2 separate regions of the Mus musculus genome follow, and region 2 is linked to region 1. A link is a contact called in public Hi-C data. All regions are on one chromosome and are shown on one strand. The core of a region is the stretch at or near the end of the contact, and the rest is flanking DNA. Distances in the headings are between cores, read along the strand shown. Region 1 overlaps Epb41l2 (erythrocyte membrane protein band 4.1 like 2). Region 2 overlaps L3mbtl3 (L3MBTL3 histone methyl-lysine binding protein).

Region 1 (6,719 bases), core at 1,617-4,116:
ACTGATAAGTGGATATTAGCCCAGAAACTTAGGATACACAAGATATAAGATACAATTTGCAAAACACAAGAAACTCAAGAAGAACAAAGACCAAAGTGTGGACACTTTGCCCCTTCCTAGAAATGGGAACAAAACACCCATGGAAGGAGTTACAGAGACAAAGTTTGGAGCTGTGACGAAAGGATGGACCATCTAGAGACTGCCATACTCAGGGATCCACCCCATAATCAGCCTCCAAACGCTGACACCATTGCATACACTAGCAAGATTTTGCTGAAAGGACCCAGATGACGGGGCCTAGCAAACACAGAAGTGGATGCTCACAGTCAGCTATTGGATGGATCACAGGACCCCCAATGGAGAAGCTAGAGAAAGTACCCAAGGAGCTAAAGGGATCTGCAACCCTATATGTGGAACAACAATATGAACTAACCAGTACCCCGAAGCTCTTGACTCTAGCTGCATATGTATCAAAAGATGGCCTAGTCGGCCATCACTGGAAAGAGAGGCCCTTTGGACTTGCAAACTTTATATGTCCCAGTACAGGGGAACGCCAGGGTCAAAAAGGGGGAGTGGGTGGGTAGGGGATTGGGGGGGTAGGTATGGGGGACTTTTGGGATAGCATTGGAAATGTAAACGAGGAAAATACCTAATTTAAAAAAAAGCAAAATGCTAAGTATTCATCTACTCATGTGAACAGTAAAACATTGTATTTCAAGTTTCCCCTCAAAACCTGAATATGATTCACTTTTTTTTAAGAACACTGCCCTACAAAACCATCTGATGTGACTGACCTATCACAACTCATGAAGGCCACCCTGTGACCCTGACTGATGTGACCTCTCACAAGTCATATGAACTCCGCCCCCTGACCCTGACTGATGTAACCTTGCACAAGTCATATGAATTCTGCCCTGTGACCCTGCCTGACGTGACCTCGCACAAGTCATATGAACTCCGCCCCCGACCCTGACTGATGTGACCTCGCACAAGTCATATGAACTCCGCCCCCGACCCTGACTGACGTGACCTCGCACAAGTCATATGAACTCCGTCCCCGACCCTGACTGACGTGACCTCGCACAAGTCATATGAACTCCGCCCCCGACCCTGACTGACGTGACCTCGCACAAGTCATATGAACTCCGCCCCCGACCCTGACTGACGTGACCTCGCACAAGTCATATGAACTCCGCCCCCGACCCTGACTGATGTGACCTCGCACAAGTCATATGAACTCCGCCCCCGACCCTGACTGATGTGACCTCGCACAAGTCATATGAACTCCGCCCCCGACCCTGACTGATGTGACCTCGCACAAGTCATATGAACTCCGCCCCCGACCCTGACTGACGTGACCTCGCACAAGTCATATGAACTCCGCCCCCGACCCTGACTGACGTGACCTCGCACAAGTCATATGAACTCCGTCCCCGACCCTGACTGACGTGACCTCGCACAAGTCATATGAACTCCGCCCCCGACCCTGACTGACGTGACCTCGCACAAGTCATATGAACTCCGCCCCCGACCCTGACTGATGTGACCTCGCACAAGTCATATGAACTCCGCCCCTGACCCTGACTGACGTGACCTCGCACAAGTCATATGAACTCCGCCCCTGACCCTGACTGATGTGACCTGGCACAAGTCATATGAACTCCGCCCCGACCCTGACTGATGTGACCTCGCACAAGTCATGCTGGTCAGCACTGAGGCTTTATTTCCTTGTTGCTGCTATTCCAAGATATTTATACAACACCAGCTTTTTCCACTTAAATTACGTTTTTATTTCTAACTTTCTGGAAAATATCCACTCTTTAGGAAACTTAAAAGAGACTTAAAAGCCCCAGGAAGACATAGAAAAAGTGATTGCCATTTATCCAGTGACAAAGCATACTCATTTCCAGTTAAGATGCAGAACCCTGGAATGTCCTAACTGTAAGCTGAGTCAGACAGGCGTTTCCTCCCCACACGCTTACAGGCAGCACAACTAGTTACCAGTGAAATCAGAGCAGGACCAAGAAAAAGAGGGCTCAGCGGATGCCCCATTGTTAAAATATGCACCTATTTGTTCATGCAATACATAGAAATTATACATACACACACACAGAGATAGACAGACAGACAGACAGACAGACAGACACAGACCTTTTGGAGTAGAATCTGGTACTTCTACTAAATGTTTCAAAACTATGATTACTATTTCAGTAGTAAATGAAAGAAGTTCACACAAATTATATTACCATAAGCAATGTGCTATGTCTATCATTGAGGATTAATGGTCAGCAGTTGATAGTTAAGTTACTAAGATAGACATGTGGTTCTATTATTTACATGTTTATAGTATACAGAAACTAAACACATCACTACCTCTTAATAAAATAAGTGACTGAAGGCAAGACATTTACCTTACTCCACCACCAGTTTCCACAGCTATGAGAATAATAGAATTTGATACAAGGTATATGGCAAGCATGAAATGAATTAAAATGTGTAACTACTGGCTACAGTCCTTGAAAATAGGGATAGTTAAGAGACATCTAAGATGACATCATAGAGAAAATACACTCCAGCTTACAGTCAATTTCTGTAAACTCGTGTCTTTCCAATAGTTTCTATCTCAGACACAGCTCTACTGGACACTTTACCCTATAAGACTAGTAGGACACATCCACAGAGCCACCCACAGTCAGGCGTTCCTATGCTGAGCAATACATCAAACCCTAACACGGGAGCTACAGTCAGACCCCGCTGTTCAACATCACTCAGCATCTCAGGAACTTTTCTGTTACTAGGCAGTGTGACAACAGGAAACCACTTAGCCTCCTGCCTGTAACCCAGAAGCAAGAACCACCTCTCAGCTCTAACAATCAAGGGAATGAGACAGGAGATGCAAAGCATCTAGGGCAACCACAGCTGGGTTTCTACTCTGCGCTGCTCTTTGACTGGGCCCACATCTCACAAAACCTGAAACACTGTCTTGATGCTCGGGCCGTTCTTCCTGTTAGGTTTCCCCCTCTCCAAAACATGGATATTTTAGCAGCCAAGGAGAAGCTGACTATGCACAGCTGCTTCTAAACTTCCACTCGGAATCTCCACTCTCCAGTGCTATAGAAATGCCAAGGACCAGCAACTGTATCTAAGAAGAAAGCAAGAAATCATGAGCATGACATCGCATGTGAGTCTCAGAGGAGGCAGTGATTCTGGAGGCAGAGAGCGCAGGTTTCTGAGAGGCCCAACTTCTCACTTTTGGTGCTCACGAAGCCTGGTGGAATGAATTTCTCCTCAGAGACACTGCAGGATCCGTAAGATGAATTGGGAAAGCCACCGTACACTGCACAGGCAGTCACTATGGTGGTAGGTCCTGTCCCATTCACACATGGCTGAGTTTGCCAGGCTAGAAGGCTAAATACGCTGGCCCAGCAATAGATGTCAGCTCCCATGTTAGCCAGTGGAGAAACAATGATGAATAAAACAAATGGTCTCAAGAAATGTTTATTCAACTAGGAAAGACAGACAATGAACTCAATAGACAGTAAAATGCTGCCTATGGAGCAGAGAGAATTCATTTAGGTGTATAACATGTTTAATAAAATATATGAGCTATTTCATGAATTCACAGAAGTCCTATAGAGGAATTGAGCTGCTGTAAAAAATAAATTAGTGTTAAATATAATTCAAAAGTTTCCGTTATTGAATTCAACCTCCTTTGAAATTACAGGAAGTTGAAGCGATCCCGTTTTCCCATCTGCTTTTCTGAATTTCTTTTGTAAAATTAATGGTAGATCTCTGTAAGTGTAACACTTAAACTTCTGTCTAGAAAGGCAGGTTTCTTCTGTGTTTGTGCTAGGGTATTAGAATGTAGATCAGTTGGCCTCAAATTTGAAATCCTCTTGTCTCAGTTTCCTGAGTGCTAGATTATAGACATGCAAAACTATGTCCAGCCATTAAGTTTTTTCTTATAAACAACTACAATTCTGTTAGGTGGAAAGATTACAAATGAGCATTTGCCAACCAAGCAAAATGAAAGACATCTGCTTACAACTTGTATCAAAATTAGCAGTTTGTATCTATATGCCTGTAAGTCAGCATGTCCAACTCCATTTATGTGTTGCTTGTACAGACATGATTTCAGGTACATGGCTGACTACTTGGTACTGGATAAGCAATTAGGGGGCCTATCCTTAGGAAAGACTAATTATTCCTTCCACACATATACCAATAACAATCAAAATAGCAATCAAAGAAAAGGAGAACATGCATTTAAGAGGGGCTGTCAGTGGATATGAAGGGCACAGGAAGGTTGGAGGACAACAACATGGGAGGCACTGTGGGAAGGAAATGAAGTGAGAAAATGATAGTTACACTTTAATTTTTTGAAAAATATATTTTAAAAGTATATAGTTAGTGTTAGCATTTTGTCTAAGCTCCACCTCACAGTTACCTGGCAACAGCCAGGTGTGCCTGACTCACTATAAAGGGGTTGCTTGCCCCCTCCTCTCTTGCTCTTGCCTTTCTGCCCCCACTCTCTGCCCATTCCCTTCCTCCGTCTCTCTCTATGTGCTCATAGCCAGTCTCTTTCCCTCTCTCCCTCTCCCTGTCCTTCTCCCTCTCTCTCTCTCTCTCCCCTACCCTCTTAACTCCCCTCCCCATGCCCTGAATAAACTCTATTCTATACTATAGAATAATGTGGCTGGTCCCTGGGGGAGGGGGGTACCTCAGCATGGGACCACTGAGGCAAACCCTTCCCTTCCCTCATACCTGACTACACCTCCATAAAACATATATATCCCCTCTCTCTCTTTATCATTTTATAAACACATCAGTTAGTTCATGGGCTATTATTATAATGCGGGGATTTGGGCCCAGATAAGGAAGACATTCAAAGCCTTTCTCTAGATTTAAAAAAAAAAAATTATTTGTGTGGGTTTTGTGTGTGCCACAAAACACACACAGAGGTCAAAGAAGAACTTGTAGGAGTGGGCTTGAGGTAGGCAAGGCTTGCAAGCCGCTCCCTAACCAGTTCACCAGTCTCTCCTACTTACCTCCAAAGGTCAAAGTGCACTCTGCTTCTAGGCAAATCTCTAAATTGTCATCTACTACAAAGCGTATTCCAGTTTCCTAATATTTAGACTTTCTTCCTCATCGCTTCTCGGCCTTTTGGCTAAGATCAAGTGTAGACTTTCTTCCTCGGCACTCTGACTCCCTCCCATACTGATGGATTTCAGTGACTAGGTTATTTAAGAAAAGGCATATCTTGCCTCAATGTCTTCTAAAGTGGTATACTTCACTGAGTTAAAAACCAGTAGGGCAATAGTGGAATGGCTCATATTATTAATGCAGGCTGGAAGTCCAGCAGTCTCGAGTGCAGAGTTCAGTCTTTTCTGGTTAGCAGACACACACAGTCCCATGAGTCCTCATTCATCAATACCGACCCACAGACATTCAAAGCAATAAAGCAAGAACACGCTGAAGTAAGAGCTAGGGAGAACCTACATACGCTTTTCCTCGGTAAGCAAGAGCGGACCTCTGGAGAACGACTCAGGCAGAAAGCTGCTCTGCATTTGTCCTAGAATAGGCTGTGCCACATTTATATGCATGTCCACTGGGGTTCCCAAGCTGTTTCATATTGCCAGTTGAGGCATTTCTTTGCTTTGTATCTGTTCTTATGTGGTAACTTATATAAACTGTCAGTCTCTGTCCTGATGATGTAGCACACTAGCCCATCAGTCAGTGAAACCCCATAATCAGGAATGGGGCACCATCGCAGTGGTGGAACCTTGTAGAGCATCCATGAGGCCCTCCGTCCAATCCTCAGTACTGTCACAAAAAGTTCACAAAACTTACCAACCACATTCTGAAAAACTAATTTTTTTTTATACCAAATTTCAACAAGCTTGACAGTTTATATCCCCCATGTGCCACTCGATAACCCAACTTACATCTCAGCATTGCACAACCAGGGAAAAGAAGGGTGCAGTGGGGAGACTGCTCTAACTCCAGGCATGGACAGACATTTTATGTGTCTGTATGTAGGGCTGATCTGTAGAAGTTCACACGTGTGCCCATACGGCAAGGGGTACACATGCATGCGTGTGCGGTCTCCCTCATCCTCAGTTCTGGAGAAGAGGTCTCGGGATCCACAGCTCACTGGGTTCAGCTCAACTTCTGGTTAGCCAGTCCAAGGGATCCTGTGCCTGTGTGCCCAGCTGTAGCCGGTCTGCGCCTGCCTCACAGGGCTTCCTGTGTGGACGCTGGGGATTCACTCCAGGTCTTTGTGCTGACACTCTGTGGGCTGAAACTCTCACCAGCCCACATCTTTTTTGGTTTTGTTTGTTTGTTTCGGTAGAAGCTACATAATATATTAGAGACGTGCAAAGGAGATAGAGAAAATAAGATAGTTAAGATGTGTTTTCAAAAATATTTTACTCGAGGACTAGCAGACTAGCTTATGAGAAATTTCTCTTTAAACAAACCAACCAACCAGCAGCCCCCAGCTAACGGAAGGCAGACTGAGATGTGAGCCTCAGCTCAGGCTCTGGGTCTGCTCCGTTATTTGTGGCATTCGTAACTGAAGCCAAAACAGAACATTTCTGGAGGCCCCTCAACTTGGAGGAATCTGGGCAACTGCTTACCCAGCATATTGCAGAGGGTGCCACACATCATGGCAGTTTCTAAAACACCATCACTGTCTCCGTGTAGGCCCCTCCACAGTG
Region 2 (6,719 bases), core at 1,841-4,340, 890 kb before region 1:
GGTGCCCCGTGACTGGGTACCATGTCTTCTTGTAAATATGCTTAGATCTAATTTCCATGTGCAGCTCCCGGTTGTGAACTCCGCCCCCCATTTCTTCTCTATGGGGGAAGCAAACGATTGTTCTGGACAGCAGCCACTTTTAGGCTTTTTGGTCTCAAATCTTAGTTATTGAAAACCCAAGTAGTTATTTTTTCTAATATTCTATGCATATTGATACTTACTGTGTTAAAAATAGGCTGATTGATTACTTACTTAAAAATAATGATAGTAAACTTACTGTATGATAATATACATAAACAATTTTTTATGAAAGGTAGCAAATATACAATAATAGCAGTCGTAAACGGGAGAAGTTGTAGCCTCCCACAGCCTTGAGCAGACTGGCTCAGACCTTGCTCCACTGAGAATGAGACCACCTGAGGTAGAGCCTTCCCACCTAGATGGTTCTATTGTTCTGTCACTCTGGAGCCGTTCCTCAAGACACTGCTACCTGCTGAGAGGCTGAGAGATTCCTGCGATGGCAGGCTACCCAGAGATTCACACCTTCCTGCCAAACTAGTGCTGTATGATGATAACTTGCTGTATGATAATATACATAAACACAATTTTTATGAAAGGTAGCAAATATACAATAATAGTAGTTGTAAATGGGAGAAGTTGATGTAGTTTTGTACTTGGGCAAACCTTTCTAATGTCTGACTTTAAGAGCGATAGCTGGATTCTTACCACTTCGCCTGCCTTTCATCTATTCCAGGCTGTTGTTTTGGCTAAAGTATATGAAAAAGGTCTGGTTTTATGTAGAGACAGGGTTGGAAAAGAGAGAGAGATTTTGCTTCTCTTTCAGTAATGGTGGAAATCTTTGATGTCCCAGCAAAACTCCACAAGGGGCAGTCTACCCTAAAGGTGGGTTGGTGTGCAGTTAGAAACCTGATGACTGAGGTTTCGCCCTCTGTTAAAATTTATTCATCTGAGAGTTGGAACCAATCCCTCCCGGGCTTACTGTTGTAACGCTATACCTTAGTCATTTGGAGAACATTTTTCCAATGAACTATGTAAATCTTCCAACTGTTGTCATATTTCATTAAGTTTAAAACACTTCATTTTCATTCCTGTCACTAGTCCATGTCCTTGGCAAAGTCTTGGCTGTTAGGAACCTTGTTAGTATCATAGTAAGTGTTTCAGCTGGATCAAACAAACTTGATTTCGTTCTGAAAAATCACATTCACATTTGCTGTGCTAGTAGGTCAGACATGTAATTGGTAGGTTAATATAGATTAATACAATAGACTAATACAGAATAATAGATTCAAAAATGGTGTCTTTTAAATCCACATTTTATTTTGTAGTTCCTTTATCTCAGAAAATTCCATTTTCTGAGAGTATAGTTAGGACAGGACTCAGTTACTTGAGGTCAGCTGTTCAAAAATATTAAATGGAACTGTCCAGAAGCAAACAATCTGTGAGTTTTGACGTGGTCCCGAGTCGTGTGAAGTCACAGAGTGTTTCACTCAACTCTACTCAGGAGTGAGTCCACTTTGGATCTAGTGAGCCTGTAGTGTGTGCACAAGCCCCTCCCCGCCTGCTAGGTACTTGGTGACTGTCATCTCAGTTATCAGATTGACTGTCCAAGTTCACAATGCTTATTTTCAAGTAAACCTCGTTTACTTCACATTGGCCCAGCTGCAATAGCAATGCTGTTGGTGACTTGATTAATGCAAAACAGAATGTTAATTGTTTAAATGAAAAGGTGGAGATGCTCATGCTCTGGAAAAAAGTGGTATAGCTCTGGGGGTGGCGTGTAGAGTGAGTGCTTCTCTTAATGCTAGCTGCAGTTTCTAACACCACAAAGTAAAACAGAAATGTAATCTATAGAGGGTTTGGAGGGCCTGAAACCTGCTGGGCAAGTACTCTCCCAGGGTCTCTATCCTCAGCCCCATTCACGATGCTTTGGAGCGGTTGTTTTTAGATGGATGAATCAAGAAAGTGAAGAAAGTAAAGGAAGCAGACGTGATAATGATAACTAAATCAGTGTGCATGTGAAGTATTTATACTCTCTCTCCCTTCTTCCAGGTTACACAATAAATCATGACTGAATCTGCATCTAGCACAAGTGGTCAAGAGTTTGATGTGTTTAGTGTTATGGACTGGAAGGATGGCGTTGGTACCCTACCAGGGAGTGATTTAAAGGTAGGCTTTCTTTATCATACACAAGTGTGTGTGTGTGTATATATATAATAAAAGGTGTAAATAAGTACATTTATTTATTTATTTATTGTATCTGCAGTCAGCTTGTTTTACAACGAAATACATGAAACAATGTACTTCAACGTATATACATGAAACAAAAATTCAAAGCAGTAAATAGAGTGTTCTGGCTTCATACAGTATGTGGTATTCTGTAGTAAATTTGCAAGCTACCTTATAATACTGATGGATTGCCGGGTTTTACCCCTTGGGCTAGGGGTCTGAAGAATAGTTTCAGTATGCTCTTAATCTGAGGAAGCCATCAAGACCTTTGAGGAGGATCGTCTGGTTTTGTTCTATGATGATGATAGCCAATATATATGGCAGTGCCAGACCTAGAAAGTCTAGCTTTTTGTATATTTTAGTAATGGCTTTGGGGGACCACATTCCCTGGGTCCTAGTGTCCTTATATAGAAGCTGGATAAAAAAAAAATGAAAACTTTGAATCGATAGAACTATTTACTATGCTATAAATAAGAATTTTGTATAACCACTTGTTCACCAGCATACTCTTCATGGGGTCCAGTCTGCCCACTGTATGTCTCCACTCTTCATGGGTCAGTCTGCTCATTGTATATATACTAGCCTACAATGTGTCTCCAGCCTTTATGGCTCAGTGTACACACTGTCTATGTGCTAACCTACTGTGTGTCTCCACTCTTCACGGGTCAGTCTGCCAACTAGCCTGCTCACTGTATATGTGCTAGCCCCACTGTGAATCTCTACTTTTCATGGCGTTCAGTCTGCCCCGTTGTGTATGTGCTAGCCCACCGTGAGTCTCCTGCTCTACTGAGCCTGCGTTAGGGCCATCTCTGCTGCTCCATGGAACACAGTTGTGCAAGCTCCCATCGGCCCCTGCTTCTCATTTCTAGTGTGATTTTTGCTCTGATCCTGTCTTTGGGACCTTGAACCTGTCTGTGGCCTGTGGCCTTTTAAACTTTGTGTTTGTATGCAGTCTCTCAGGTGTTTGAACTTCCTGTATCTCTAACAGGCTGTCACTTGGCCTGTCTCTATAAGACTTGTTCTGTGCTGCCTCAAATCGAAAATTTTGCCCCTAACTTAGGCTTCTTGAAATCTAATCCTTTTGATGGCTGCCTGACAAATATCTTAGCCCAGTCCCTGCCCTCACTGATCCTCAAGGGTACAATTTAAACATCTGCCTGCCGTTGGAAAAATGTTTGAGATTTTGGTTGGCTTAGGCTTAATTGAGCCGAAGAGCCAGTGTATGCGATTAGGGAAACAAAACCATTCCAGTGAGGGTTAGGGAAATCTGGAGAAGCTATTTTTAAAAGAGTACCAACATATAGTTAGAACTATTAAATTCTGGCAGTCCTTTATACCATAGGGTAACAGGAGTCTAAAGTAATATATGATCTACTGTAAAATAACTAAGAAAGAAGATTTCAAAGGTTTTTATTATGTAGAAATAGAAATGTTTGAGGAGGTAGGAATGCTAATTCCCCCATCTGAACATTACATATTGTGTATGTATATGGGAATAGCATATGGCACTCATAAGTATGCACACACACTTTGTATCCACTCAAAATCATTAAAAAGAAGATGTTTCCAGTTTTGGTTTTGTGTGATGAGAAGTTATAGACTTAGTTAATTCTTCTGGGTCATGACAGCTCTGCAGTAAAGGAAGTAAATACAAGAACAAATGGGACTCAAGCTGTTCTGACATTCTGCAGGTGCCACCTGTGTGACTTGTGGTGGGCAAAGAAAGCTGATAGCATTTAAATAGAAAAAAAAAAAGCTATTTTTCAAGCTCCAATCATGTCAGCCATATGTTAGCATGTGACCTTTGTCCAGTTGCCTAACGTCAGGGACTGCAGAGGTAGCTCAGCAGTTAAGAGCATGTTCTGCTTTGGTAGGACCTGACTCTGGTTTGACTGGACAGCTCACATTTCCCTGTAAAGCCAGTGCCAGGGGATCTTTATGAACTCTAAGGGTAATTATACTCACAGCCCCTCCCTCCATCCTTGCCACATAGACACAATTAACAATAAAGTAAAACCTATGGAAGAGTCTCTAAAACCCTTACATGTTGTAAGCTTTATCTGAAAAAATGGGAGTCGACAGAATCCATAAACTCACAGGTGTGAGACAGCGGTGATGGTGAAAGACTGCAAACTGATACAAGTTGCGCATTCTCTGACTATATTATGAAAATTACTCTCCTGCATTTTCATACATGATATGTTTTATATGTCAGGTACACGATGAAATTTATAACTTTGTTTTAGTTAGCCTTTGGCAAAAGGGGAGTTCCCATCCCTAAGAAATCTGGATTGCTTTTTAAGTTTTCTAAGCAATGGATTTTAGAAATTAACCTATTATTTTTATTAAGATAATCAGGCAATTAAGTCATTTAGGGTTTTAGTATCAGGCTTGTTAGATATGACTTTTACACTCATGTAATTATAGGGTAATTACCATGTGTCCAATCTACCTATGGGCAGTAGACGGTTGGATACCTTACTTTAGTAATTTAAAGAGTAGAGGAAAGGCACAGAGGCACTAAGTCTGAACCCACAGCACCCATGGACAAAGTAGCCCAGTGGCAGAGAGGGCTGGAGACAGGAGGCTTTCCGAAACTTTGCGGCCACCAACCTAATTTTAGGTTTAGAGAGAGGACTTTTCTCAGTGAAATAATAAGGTGGAGGGTGACAGACAGAACACAGACATTTACTTGGCCTCTGTATCGTATAGATGGTGTATGTAGCAGCATGCATGTTCATACAACACTCACACATACCTCTCTCTTTTTCTGTGTCTTTCTCACATACAGAATATATTATTTATAACCCTTCTTTCAATTTATAGCCTATAGTGTGAAGAGCAAAGGCCAGGCTGCTGCTCTTTAATGGTTTGTGTGTTTAGTGGTGCATGTCATAATAGTTTCCTCTGAAATTTAAACAGTCTACTGTGCTCCTTAAGGAGGAAGGTAAACCACTCAAAATAACTTAAGGAAGTCCCTGAAACTAAACAGATTCACTAGGCTCCTCCCTGCCAGCGTAAACAATAAAAGTTGAGAGTCTCTCTCAGAAGGGAAGTGTCAGGCTGCAAAGACCACTCCCATTCTAGCTGAGCTACGGAGAATTAGGCTAGCAGAGCTGCCTGGAGGTGCTTTGGATCAACTGAGTTATTTGGATAGGACCATTTCTAACCTGTGTGAGTAACTTGCAGACTGTAATCTGGGCTCCCGGTCCCAGCTTTGTGAGGTCTCATCTATGATGGGGTGAACTTTGGTGATTCAACTGCCTTTGAGTCTTTTTGTGCTCCTGTAAGTATCCCCAATAATAAATTTGTTCAACAAGTTGAACTGTGGTAGTATCTGAACTTTGGCTTGTCGTGGGCTTAGTATTGTCGTTGAGTAGATACATGTGTTGTGACTTCCCAAGGAAAGCTTTGTGATACACCATCTCACTGACTGGGTTACATAGGACTCTGTACATCAAAAATCTTGGTTAAGTAGTTAAACAATTAATTTTTTACTAAACCAAAATGCTGACAATTAGCGTAATTCATAAAATCTGCTTCTCTGCCCTTGTCACATCCTGGGCTAATTAAACATGATTATTTGAAATAAAGTACAAACATCTTTTTGGATGCAGAAGTGAGAGGAATAGGAAATAAACCCTCCGAGGGAGCGCTTTACCTGCAGTGTATCTCATCTTTTTATTTAGCATCTTCTATCTTTTTTTACTTAGTTATTGCAGCTCTGGGCCAGAGGAGACTGCGATGATTATCAAAACGATGTCTCTTAACACTGCCACAGTGCTGTCTAAAGACAGAGCATGCCAAGATCAACAGGCATGGGGAAAGGGTACACATTTGGAGAGGTTGAAACGTCCTTCAGCTGCAGGAACCAGGAAGCCTTTAAACACCACCAGTTACCATTTGAGCTGAAAATGCTCTTTGGGAGGACTTCTGGGTGCATGGGAAGAGAGCAGGAGCAGGGCTTCCAGAAGCAGTCACTTACTTCAGCAGGTCAAGTGCCCACTGCTGGTCAGGGAAAGACCATGCTCATCACCGCAGCATTTCTGCATAAATAAGCTTCAGAGGTTTTATGCAAATTGTTCTTTGAAAATGCAAATACGATTTTGTAGAGTAAGGGCTCTGGGCTAGCCTTAGGAGAGTTGCCACTTCAGAAAGGTGCCTGACAGGGCTTCCCAAGGCCTGAGAACTTTCTTTACCTGAATTAATTTTTCTTCTTTCCTTTCTTTCTTTTTTTCTTTCTTTCTCTCCTTTTTTCCTCTCTTTCTTTCCCATCCTGATCCCACCTCCCCACCCCCATCCAGACCCCTCCTCTTATTCCCCCTCCCTTTCTCTGCTGAGGAGGAAGCTTCCCCCCTCCTCCCCCCACATCCATTCACTGCAGGACTAGGCATATCCTTTCCCACTGAGGCCAGACGAGGCAGCCTAGTGCGAGGAACGGGATCTGCAGGACGGTAGGCAAGTCTACCTGA

The links. Hi-C and Micro-C count contacts between places; a contact is called where the count stands out from the background.
Region 2: a Hi-C map of CD4 T cells shows a contact between it and region 1, with 4 times the contacts expected there. The contact joins two enhancer-like sites. A contact is called at or near these places in 1 of 484 Hi-C or Micro-C datasets (CD4 T cells) and 1 of 115 datasets of contacts at active chromatin or transcription factors (embryonic stem cells).

The regions. Positions count from the first base shown.
Region 1 is chr10:25,453,433-25,460,151 of GRCm38.p6, reverse strand. All of the region lies in intron 3 of Epb41l2 (erythrocyte membrane protein band 4.1 like 2), which reads right to left. Among named protein-coding and RNA genes, the nearest start is that of Smlr1, 79 kb to the left of the region's middle. Within about 2 kb of position 2,866, at least 61 of the 459 cell types and tissues checked have an H3K27ac peak or open chromatin away from gene starts, as enhancers often do.
Region 2 is chr10:26,347,727-26,354,445 of GRCm38.p6, reverse strand. L3mbtl3 (L3MBTL3 histone methyl-lysine binding protein) reads left to right here. Exons shown (of 22, transcript NM_001359254.1): 2 at 2,071-2,187. The coding sequence starts at 2,086. Among named protein-coding and RNA genes, the nearest start is that of L3mbtl3, 23 kb to the left of the region's middle. Within about 2 kb of position 3,090, at least 12 of the 459 cell types and tissues checked have an H3K27ac peak or open chromatin away from gene starts, as enhancers often do.